Linked DNA regions of Mus musculus: all the other regions are linked to region 3. Evidence: chromatin contacts called from public HiCAR-type and HiChIP or PLAC-seq data. All regions are on one chromosome and are shown on one strand. The core of a region is the stretch at or near the end of the contact, and the rest is flanking DNA. Distances in the headings are between cores, read along the strand shown. Region 1 overlaps Klf13 (Kruppel-like factor 13). Region 2 overlaps Klf13 (Kruppel-like factor 13). Region 3 overlaps Apba2 (amyloid beta (A4) precursor protein-binding, family A, member 2). Region 4 overlaps Otud7a (OTU domain containing 7A).

Region 1 (2,700 bases), core at 111-2,610, 800 kb after region 3:
TCCCCCCACCCCCCACCCTCCCACCCCGCCCCCCAGACAGGGTTTCTCTATGTAGCCCTGGCTATCCTGGAACTCACTCTGTAGACCAGGCTGGCCTCGAACTCAAATCTGCCTCCCAAGTGCTCCACCACTGCACGGCTTAAATTTTTTTTTTTTCCTTCTCCATTGTCTTGACCCATGCCTCTCCGATCTCCTTGTTCTTGCTTCCACCCCACCTTAGTGGTGATGGTACCTACATGTTTCTCCCATGCTCCTCCCCTACCAGGTTTGCTGAGTGACCTGCAACATGTAGGTGGTCTTTAGGACCCTCGGACTGCCTTAGGTTCTCAGGAAGATTTTCTCTAATCTGCTGTTTCTGACTATCAGCCCCTGGCAGCACCTGGGACACACAGGGACTTTGAACTATCATCTTTTCCAGAGTGTCCTCCACCCCCAACCCCCTTTGCTACTTGGCCTGATACAACACACAGTGTCTTCTGTGTGAGCCCTGGGCTTTGTAGAATGTCCATATGTCAAGGCTGTGTGCCTGCCAGGCTTTGTGGAGGGATGTGGCTCTCTGAAAGAGAACAGTCAGGGTGTTACCTGCACTGGCACGGTTCTGCCATGTTAGCAATCAGAAAGCTGGTTTTCCCGAACTGCCAGGCCTGCAAGACTAGGTTCTGATGTGGCCTGTCCTGTGGATAGGCATTTTGCTTTGTCTAATTGTATCACTCTTAAGCCCACACTCTAGCTTTTGAAAAACTTCAGCCTTTATTTTCCTGTCCCCATTCTTCTACTCTGTCATAATAAGTAGTATCCCCTTACTAGAGATGGCATCCCAGGTTTTATATATGCTAGGCAAGTACTTTTTCCACTGAGCCCCAGCTATTTTCCTCTGTCAGTAATCTCGTTAAGTTTCCTGGGCTGTGCTGGAACTTAGGGTTCTCCTGCCCCAGCCTCTCGAAGAGCTAGAATTATAGCTCTTCACTCCCACATCTGGCTCATGGCCTGAATTATGATCCAGTGTTATGAACTCATTTGTTAAATTACCCGTGGAGCTCGGCTTGGAAGAAAGAGTTTATGTGGGTGTGTATGGATGCGTGCACACATACGAGCCATTCAGCCAGCACATAGGACAGTTGCTCCCTTGGATGGAAGTTAGCCATAAGCTGTCCTGTAGGTATACAGGCTGTAGCAGGAGTGTTTGTTGCTGTAGTGCCATGAGCCTTTCAGAAAGCCTGATGCCCTGCAAGAGCTGAGGAGGAGGGAGTAGTATGCTGGGCGTGACTGTGCCAACAGGGCTGTCCTCGGGATGTAGAGAGGGACCCGTAGTTAAGCACAAGGGACTCTGCCCTCCATCCCTTCAGGTCTCCTCACAGATGTGGAGCCTGGGTGGGTACTGAGTGTGGGCATGGGCTGTCCAGCTGAGGGTGCAGTCTGGGCACATCCACCCTTAATTTCCTCTTTGTACTTTGGACCCAAGCTGGTTCTAACTTGCCTTCAGTGGTTTCCAACCCCCAAGGAACCCCGGGGCACAGGGGACTGAAGGAAGGAGAATGTGGGCGCCTCTCCTTTGTGCTGTAGGTAGCTATGCAGGGGAGACGACTGCGTAGCCATGAAGGAAGCTGTGGCTTCCTCCTTCCGCTCTCTGGGGACACCCTGGCACCTATCCTCTGTGGTGTTGGGGAGGAGGTGGCTTGGTTGGCTGTTCCTGGTCCCAGCCAGGGTCCTCCTACACAGCAGAACTGGAGGTAAATACTGAGTTGCCTTGACAACCAAGCTGAGTCTGGGATCCAAGGGCTCCTTGGCTGGAGAAGCTTTCATTGTCTCAAGTTTCTAAGATGGGTTTCTATTTTGATTTTTTTTTTTTTTTTAATTAGCTAGTATGACTAAGATTGCAAAATGCCTGACCTGGTTCCCATAATTTCTTAATAAACATTTATATTCCTTTTATAGGAGGAACATTTCTGTGATTCATTGACTTTCTTTTAGGTTGGTGAGGCAGGGTGGGGGCAGCAGAGAGGGCACCCCACTGCCGACAGCTGGCACAGCGTAGGCTTCGGAGTACTGGCTGAGGGCCAGAGGCTAGGAGCGCTTACGTAAACACCACACCAGGATTTATTGGCTTTGAGGCTGATTAAGTTCCATGGAAAATTTTGGGGAGCTGTTTCTCTTCTCAGATGCCCATAAGTGGAGCTTCCAGAGCCCGGGGGCCACCTACCTTCCTGCCCAGAGCCAGTCTTCCTGGAGGAGTCTAGGGTGTGAACTGGTTTTACACCTCAGCCATGCCAGTGAGGATTATGTTTGCTGTTAAACTCTAACTGTTCTTGCAGGCAGTCTGGCAGCCTGGGTCAGCTGCACCTGGCCAGGCTCTCCTGCCCACATGCTTGGCTGTTGATGGGAGTGTCCCTGTGGGAATGGCCAGCCCATGAGTAGATTCAGCAGCAGGTTCCCATGGCCTCCTGTTTTGCCAGGGTCTCTTCTCCGACAGGTCACCTTATATATCCTTGCCCCAACAAAGAGCCTGGTGAGTAAGCTGGGAAGCGCATTCATTCACTTTTCTGGCCAGAAATGTTGGTCTAGGTCACCTGGTGGATGGTTTATCCATTGAGGCTCCCCTTACGGTTGTGTAGTGTCAGTCTCGTGGTTTATGTATGTCAAGGGGGCTGGATTGTTTTATGGGCTGTTTATTCCATTTTCAGTGTGGACCTGCCAGGAAAG
Region 2 (2,700 bases), core at 12-2,511, 820 kb after region 3:
GTCAGCTGGTGGTAGGAGCTCGTGAGCCCTTCCCTGGCCCATGCTAGAATGCGCACAGGCTTGATCTTGTGCAGGTAACGTCAGAGGATGTGAGCTCATTAGTGCAGCAGCCATGCCAAGTCAAAAAGAGGTAGACCTTCAACAATTTTGAGGGGTATTGGCTATGATGTTCAATTTCACTGTCAACCAAACTGGATTTAGAATCACCCAGGAGACACTTCTCTGGGAAGACCTACCTGATGTGTGTGGGTGATACCACCTGATGATCTGGGGTCCCAGACTATATAAAAAGCAGACACACACCAGCATTAATCGTTCTGCTACCCGAGAATGCAATGTAACCAGCTGCCCGGTGCTCCTGCCTCCTGCCACGATGAACTGTTGTTCTCCAAACCCTGAGCCCAGAATAAAGTCTTCCTTACATCTCTGGTCAGGTACTTAGACACAGCAACAAGAATAGCAATTCTACACAGGCTAAGTATTCTGTAGACTGTCCCTCAGCCTGTAGCTGTCTGATCTTTCTTTCTCTCATGGTTGGACTGGGTTTGTGGCTTTCGGAGGTAAACACAGCAGAAAGGAAGAGTCTTTCCATTTCATGCCTGTGGGGAATCCAGTTCATGTGAATTTAGTGCTATTTATGTTGTTACTCAAATATCCCAGCCCTGGACAGGGACTCTTTAGGCCTGTTCCTGTGTCCTTTTGACATGCCCCTTCGTTTTTGAATTTTTGTCTGTTTCCTGACTTTCTGGCATTATATGATGCTCGGGCTTACGGACTTTTCCTGTCCCAGCCCACAGATCAAATCCAAAGGACCCTGTTTCCTCTCACTGCAGAATGGTATCAGAATCCAGGATCTGGGTGTGCTCCTTGTGACTGGGGTGTGGCTGCCACTATGCCACTCTGCGTAGAGCTGTGTGTGTGTGTGTGTGTGTGTGTGTGTGTGTGTGTGTGTAACATTTACATTGTTTAACACATTAACGAAATACACCATATCTCTCTGTCCTTCCATATCTAGCTCTTCTTATTTGTGGCCAGCCTCTGGGACTAGACTCCCAGTGGACTGCCCCTTTCTGTGACCCCTCTACATCTACCCCCCAGCAGTGGCCTTACCTGTGTCCCCTTTCCTTAGTGCACCCGGGAGGCAGGTGTAGATTGTTAGACCACGCTTAGAGTTGATGTTTTGCTGACTACAGTGCAGGTCCTTTTGCCTGCTCTTAAAGAGTTTCCAGTCACAGCACTGTGTTCCCAGTAACTTAGGTCAGCTGCTGTCCCACCCTGCACAAAGGCATGTGACTCAGTCTGTCCCAGCCTGGGATTCCCCAGCTTCCTGGTTGGTGTTTATTTGTGTAGCCTGAAATGCCTTGTTTGTGAATACAGTTCCAAGTGCTGGGGTGGTGGTGGTTGTTGTTGTTGTTATGGTGTTGGGTTGAGATGGAGACTGCACTAAGGTTACCCCCAACCCCAGAACTGACAAATGCAGTCTTTATCTACTTACTGTCCTTATACCACTATAGAAGTCACCCTGTTCATCCCCTTATAGACGCTAACCAGTCTCACATCCCTCTGTCCTTGGTGGGATTTCTGTCTATAGGTCTGTGATTTACAGAATGAAATATAAATAGAGCCATGGGAAGTGCAGCCTTTTATGTCTGGTTGTTTCACCTTAGCAAAGTTCATTCATAACTTATCCATTTTGTTGTGAGTCAGGAGCTTCTTTTTAACCATTGAATAATATTCCATTGTGTGGATACACCAAAATCTGTCTCTCCATCTGTAGAAAGTCCATGCCTCCATTTGAGATAGTTACGAATAGCTGTTTTAAGGTTTGTGTACAGGTCTTAGTATGAAATCTATTTTTAGTTCACCTTGGTGAAGGCCTATGAGTGGGGTTAGGGTGTTGTGTATAAGGTTGTATAAATTCATAAGACTCTGTGGGAGACTTTGCACAGTGGCTGTTTCTCTCTCCTAGTGTGAGAGTGAATTGGTCCAGCAGCACTCAGTGCTGGCAACTTTCTGATTCTAACATTGCCATGAACGTGTGGAGTGCTGTCCTCTCCTGTTCTCATTTGTAGTCATAAGGTCAGAAGATGCTGAGCACCCGTGAGCTGTTGACCATCCTCTTCAACATCCTTCTCAGACTATTGTTGAAGCTGGGAGCTTATTGTTGAAACTTCAGAGCAGTTTATATATGCCGGATGACTGCAAGTTCTCTCTCTCTCTCTCTCTTTCACCCGTCCCCCCCCCCCCCCACACACACACACACACACTCTGTTTCTTTCTGATTTTTTGAGACATGATTTCTCTGTGTAATACCCAGACAGAGACTGTTGATGCTGGCTTCTGAAATGGGATATGGTCCCTTCAGTTCAGGATGACAAAGCAGGCCCCCATGTGGCTCTCTGCAGCTTGGGGACGAGGAGCCAGGAAGATAGACACACTGTTGTTGTTCCTTTGGAAAGCAGTTCTGCGACCTAAGGATTGAGTGGGAAGAGATGGAAATGTCTGCTCTTTGGGTTCAGCTCACTCTCCCTCATAGCTTGATAGCCTGGAGAAGAGCTTTGACAGAGCATTCTGCATCTGAAAGCTTTTACAGTGGCTATTTCTCCCGTCGCATATATCTCCAGTAGTAATAGGGCGGAGCTCCTGAGAGAGCCTGTCTGTGATGGCTGCATATTCCCCCCACAGAAAACAAGAGTGTTG
Region 3 (2,700 bases), core at 48-2,547:
AGAAGCTGACAATGATGGTACATGAAACATTAACCATTGCATAAACCAAGTATGTAAAGAAACATCGAATGACCCCCCCATAAGACCCTATATGAAACTTAAAAAGACTATGCTACTAACTATGTTAAATGTTATATATGGCTGTCTATATGGGGAAGGCTTCTACAGAGAAGGTAAGAGGGAAGCAGCCGGGACTGAACACCTTTATGCATGCCCTGTGTTGTGTGTTTATCTTAGACCCATGCAAGCACTTTGCAGAGTCATAGTCATACTGACAAAAGCTTGGTGTTTATTGAACTAGATTTTGTTTTTTTAAAAAAAGGAAAAATTTATTTATTTATTTATTTATTTATTTATTTAATGTATTCGAGTGCTCTACTTCCATGTAGACCTGCACTCTTGACAAGAGGGCGCTGGATCCCTTACAGATGGTTGTGAGCCACCATGTGGTTGCTGGGAATTGAACTCAGGACCTCTGGAAGAGCAGTCAGTGCTCTTAACCACTGAGCCATCTCTCCAGCCCCAAATGCTTGTTTCTAAGAATTCAAAAAAAGGGGGGGGGTAAATGAATCTGAATACTCATTTGTGACATAATCAAAAAACTAACTATGTCTCCCAAGCATTACAAAAAGCTGCCACGGGCACAGCATGGATCTAGGATAGGGTGTTATGGGAAGGGAGGAACTATAGGTCCCAGAGCCTCCCCGGGCATGGAGATGGTTCCTTCCCCCACTTGAGGCCATTTGGTGGTCCATTGCTGCTGGGCTGTGCTGGAAAGACAAGAATAAAAGCCAGGAACTCCTCACTGAGCCTCTGGGCTGCATCCTTGGCAACATCGATACTGCTGTCTCTGGAACTGGAGCGTGAGTAGCAGAGTTAAGACAAAAGCATAACCCCAATCCCATTGAGAATTGGAACCTGGGACAAAGGAACAAGAAAGCTCAAGTGCAAGGACTCCGAAGCCCCAGGAAAAATGTCCCTGTGAATCATTATGCAGTGCAACTTTGAAAATATAGCATACTAGTTATTGTTTATTGAGTATAATTGCATAAAAATTACCCCCGAATTTAGTGGCTTAAAACATCAAACACTTATTATCTTGGGACTCCAGCTATGGCTCAGCTGGGGCCTCTGGCTCAGAATCTCCATGGAGGCTGTAGTCAAGGTAATTGTGAAGCCTGTTACGATCTTAGGGCTGAACAAGAAAAACCAATTCCAACTTCCCTGCCAGGGCTGTTGGCAGAGACTTAGGTCCCTTGCCTGCTGGCCTCTCTGGAGGGCAGCTGAGGACCATAGCACAGCAGCTTGGCTCCCTTACAGAACAAGCAAGAGGGAGAGAAGCACAAACTGCTCTGTCTATAACCTAATCTTGGAAGCAACATCCTATTCAACTCTTTTACCAGCTCATGGTCAGGGTGAGGGGTATGCATGGCAGTAAGTATCAGGAATTGGGGTTGCTGTGAGCTTTGTGCCACATACCACATGTGACTACTTCCTAAGCTCTGCAGCAAGGAGCCTCAACCTCACCCAGATTTTAGTCTCTAAGCAGTACTTCACCTTGTTCCACGATAAAATAAATAATTGACTTCACTCCCAGGACAAAATAAATAAATTATGTCAGACTATTGGAACACACTAAGGCTGCCACGAGAAGACTTAGGAACTAACCTCCAAAGGCCAGTTGATTAGAGGTATGGAGGCATCTATAAGCAAGATGTCTTCAGGGCCACTTCATCAGGCTGTGACCCAAGGATGCCCAGTGATAGTCCCTAAGCCCACTGTTTATACTTTTACAGGTTGGTGGGGAAACCCACTCTATTAAACATTGCTAAAGTGAAGGATTCAAGACTTTGCCAGCTTTTCTTGTGTGCACTATAATCAGGATAACCAAATGCCTGACATGGAGAAGTTTGTCCATATAGAAGTTCACAGAACCAACAGCCAGGAAAGGATGCTATCACAGTAACCAGTAAATGGATCTAGACAATGATCATTGATTGTCACTAAAATCATCAAAAGAGAGATAACCAGGTTCTGTGAGCTTCCTAATAAAAGATGATATTTATGAAGTTCTACCCACACAATCAGACTGATTATGACTGCTCCATATCTAAACCCTGACCATTTTCCTGGGCATAGACAGAGGACCATGCAGACAATGCCATCGGGAAGCAACCATACTAGCCTAGGGTGCAAAAAGTGCCATCAGGTGAACGATGCAGATTTATACTGTGTGTCAACAAGACTGCTATGAAAAAGAAACCAGTCATGGCCAGCTTTAATTTTCAGCATGATGCGTCCTCTGAACCAGCCTCCCTGGAGGAACTGTCTAGATCAGATGTGGGCATGTCTGTGGGGGCTTGTCTTGATTGCTAATCGAAGGAGCAGAACACAGCTCATTATGGGCGGCACTTTCCCTAACACTGATGCTGGGTTATATAAGAAAGCTGGGTAAACACATAGTCTTTGAGCAAGCCAACAAGCAGCAGTCCCTCCATGGCTTCTGATTCAAGCTCCTGCTCAAGTCCCTGCTCTGACTTCCCTCAGTGATGAACCATCACCGGCAAATGTAAATCAAATACACCTTGTCTCTCCAAAGTTGGCTTTGGTCATAGTGTTTTCCTCACAGCTACAGAAAGAAAATTAGAGGGGAAAAAGATTAGTGCAGGATCTATAAGAGATAGAAGAGGATTATAAAAT
Region 4 (2,700 bases), core at 185-2,684, 970 kb after region 3:
TGGCCTTCCTCCATGGTCAGACTACTGGCACCATTAGAAACATGTCCCAGATCTCCGTGTAAAGGCAGAGGGCAGCAAGGAAGACAGCATCTCTCCCACACAGATGGATCACCTACTTATTCCAAGCAGGGGCTATGCACCTTGCCCTAAACCCCGTTCTTCATCTTGGACCACCACTCCCTTTATCCAGCTATGACATGCTACTTCAGGAGTTCCCTTCTCTAACTACAAATGGAATGCTAAGCTGAAAAGGATGCTGGAAATGGCTTCCAGTGAGGATGTGGGGTCTTGTGGGATGGCACTAGTGAAGGAATGCCATGGACAATAACCTGGACGACACTACCTGGGGGCAGCCAGTGAGGGCGAGACCATGCAGAGCATGGCTAGGCCAATCTCTGGGATAGGTGGCAAGCCTGAGAAGGCTATGAGAGGAGGTCATGCTGGGTAGGCAGCTGCCATAAGTTCTCCAAAGAGGGACCTTCCTGTGAGGAGAGTCATTGGAAAGACAGCATCTCTCCAGCCTGCATCTGGGTGTGTCAGGAACTAGTACATGCCTGGGCAGGCCTTTTCTGGTCTTTAGAAGAGAAGGGAGAAGCCATTGCTCCTCACTTTATTCTTTTCCTCTGCTCAAGCAGGTTCCAGAAGGATGAGCTGCTGTGGCTAGGTCAGTAGAAGCAAGGCTGGCAGACCTGTGCTGACCACCACCCAGGCAGAAATCCCTCCTTTCACTTGAGTTTGGAGAGAGTTGAGTTTTAGGTTGGCTTGCCGGGGATGGTAAAGAGTGTCAGCTTCAAGGTTGAAACAGGGAAAGGGGCCCCAGTAAGAGAGGGGCCTTGGCTGTGTGCCCTTTAGCAGTGGGGTTGTCTGCTGAGCTTTGTACTTGATATGGAGGTCACCAAGGTCTGGCCATGCATCCTGCTCTTTGTAGGGAAAAGATGTGCTCAGCTGGAAGGTACTGATTATGGATCTAGGGCTGCTGCCATTGCATACCACGTAGGTGCTACAGAGCATCATCCTGGGGCACAGTGGCACCTTCCAGCATGAGAGAGGCAAGATTCTGTCACTGACTGGCTGTCTCTTGTGCCCCAAGAACATGGCGAATCAGAGCCACGTGGGGGCGCCCTACTTGGATGATGTCCAGGCGAAGCGGAAGTGAGCAATCAGAACAGTGGGGCAGGAGCCATTCAGCGGGATGTCTCCTTTCAGTACTTTGAATCCGCTGGATACATAAGTAAACGGATGTCAGGGAGGACCAATTATTTGCAAGCAATTTTCACAAATCCCTTCCCTTGGGAGTTCCCTCCCAAGATTATGAAAACATCAGTCACAAACTTAAAAAGAATCTCTCAGCATCTGCAAGCAGGGGCAACCCCCATCCCACCCCCGGGATGGGTCCGCGTCTCTCCGCCTTCTGCTAGCTCCACCGGAGGCCACCTCCGCCTCAGGGAGGGGAAGGGCGCGCGCTGAGGACTAGCGCTGTTGGTTCCCTAGATTTTCTAAGGATCCACACACAGTTATAATTAATTCCGCTCTGCCGCGGCACATTTTGTTCCGATCTCTGCAGAGATAGTTTTGTGTTTTGACTTGCCTACGGTTTGCTTTGTGAGTGGGTGTGTTTATTCTTCTCCTGCTGTGTAAAATAAGAGGTGGAGGGGGGTGGGGGAGAGGGAGGGCCCCTAATACGCGCCCGCCTCCCACCGGGAGGAAGTGTTTGGACTAGGAATCAGTAGCTGGGTCCGGTTCTGGGGCATGAAGGTGTGGGACCTCCCCAAGGCGTGGAGCCGAGCGCTGCGCTGCGTGGAGACTTTGGGGAGGCACAGCATTGCCCGCACCGCACAGAGCGGCTGCTGCCCGGTCACTGGGTGGGGCTTCGTGCACTCGAGGCTCACCCGGGTCTCGGAGGGGATGCGGATCCACGTCACATTCATGTAGCTGTGTAGAAGGTTCAGCTTGGCTTCTAGGGACAGGATGAGGCTGACAAAAGAACACCCAGTGAGAAGCTCCGGAGGTGGCAGGAGCTCACTCGCCTGCGCGTGCAATCCTCTCCCTGCCCTTTAGTCCCCCAAATCCCAACAGGAGTCCTGTCACCACCACTCTCCCGCAGGGTGTTGGGGTCCGGACTGGACTGCGGGGCAGGTCTTACTTGGCTAACCGGGCATTGTCGTTGTCATCTTTCCCCCATTCCCAGTCCTTTCCCGGGTCCACAGCAAAGTGCAAGGGCAGCAGCTTGTGTTCCGAATCCGTCAGAGGGATCACAGCTGAAACAGAAGAGAGAGGCATGGTGACAGGCACCTCATCTGCCTGCCAGGAGGCTGGAGGCACCAGCAGAGTTCAGAGCTCAGAAATTCAAAAATAGCTGTCCCAGGGCAGGTAACCTAATGGAGACAGAAGGTAGACTCAGAACTTGCATACCACGAATGTTAAGACTATAGGTTTCAAACTTGTTTCTATTATGTAGGCGAAGAGCAAGCAGGTGGAGGCATCACCTGGACTGACAGGGTCTCTTTCTGTTAGAGGGCAGGCATCTCTCTGCTGTCAGGATGAGAAAAAGCTATGGGTGCTTTTGCTATTTCCGAAGAAAAACCCAGATGGGTGTGGTGAACCACGGAAGGCCACTTTTGGATGACCTGCTCCTTGCCTCCATTTCATCTCAGAGAAGGGCAGAATTTGCAAGTTGGGAGAGGTGTGAGCTGAGCTCTG

The links. HiCAR-type assays count read pairs that join an accessible place to other places. HiChIP or PLAC-seq counts read pairs in DNA pulled down with a chosen protein or histone mark.
Region 1: a contact with region 3 is called in a HiCAR-type map of astrocytes, with 2.7 times the contacts expected there. The contact joins two enhancer-like sites. A contact is called at or near these places in 4 of 115 datasets of contacts at active chromatin or transcription factors (astrocytes, embryonic forebrain, embryonic hindbrain and 1 more).
Region 2: a HiCAR-type map of astrocytes shows a contact between it and region 3, with 2.8 times the contacts expected there. The contact joins two enhancer-like sites.
Region 4: a contact with region 3 is called in an H3K4me3 HiChIP or PLAC-seq map of forebrain, with 13 times the contacts expected there. The contact joins two enhancer-like sites. A contact is called at or near these places in 1 of 15 datasets of contacts at CTCF or cohesin (large pre-B cells), 26 of 484 Hi-C or Micro-C datasets (the 63-12 cell line, the C2C12 cell line, CD4 T cells and 14 more), 9 of 115 datasets of contacts at active chromatin or transcription factors (embryonic basal ganglia, embryonic forebrain, embryonic midbrain and 3 more) and 1 of 9 other capture datasets (embryonic stem cells).

The regions. Positions count from the first base shown.
Region 1 is chr7:63,924,476-63,927,175 of GRCm38.p6, reverse strand. All of the region lies in intron 1 of Klf13 (Kruppel-like factor 13), which reads left to right. Among named protein-coding and RNA genes, the nearest start is that of E030018B13Rik, 9.0 kb to the right of the region's middle. Within about 2 kb of position 1,360, at least 300 of the 459 cell types and tissues checked have an H3K27ac peak or open chromatin away from gene starts, as enhancers often do. A contact at or near this core is called in astrocytes and forebrain, where this site is marked.
Region 2 is chr7:63,903,967-63,906,666 of GRCm38.p6, reverse strand. The region is part of intron 1 of Klf13 (Kruppel-like factor 13); the gene reads left to right. Among named protein-coding and RNA genes, the nearest start is that of Gm27252, 8.9 kb to the right of the region's middle. Within about 2 kb of position 1,261, at least 114 of the 459 cell types and tissues checked have an H3K27ac peak or open chromatin away from gene starts, as enhancers often do. A contact at or near this core is called in astrocytes, where this site is marked.
Region 3 is chr7:64,724,693-64,727,392 of GRCm38.p6, reverse strand. The region is part of intron 6 of Apba2 (amyloid beta (A4) precursor protein-binding, family A, member 2); the gene reads right to left. Among named protein-coding and RNA genes, the nearest start is that of Nsmce3, 150 kb to the left of the region's middle. Within about 2 kb of position 1,297, at least 33 of the 459 cell types and tissues checked have an H3K27ac peak or open chromatin away from gene starts, as enhancers often do. A contact at or near this core is called in astrocytes, cortical neurons and forebrain, where this site is marked.
Region 4 is chr7:63,754,190-63,756,889 of GRCm38.p6, reverse strand. It overlaps Otud7a (OTU domain containing 7A), which reads right to left. Exons shown (of 14, transcript NM_130880.1): 12 at 2,144-2,258; 13 at 1,890-1,974. Among named protein-coding and RNA genes, the nearest start is that of Gm39023, 97 kb to the left of the region's middle. Within about 2 kb of position 1,434, at least 90 of the 459 cell types and tissues checked have an H3K27ac peak or open chromatin away from gene starts, as enhancers often do. A contact at or near this core is called in cortical neurons and forebrain, where this site is marked.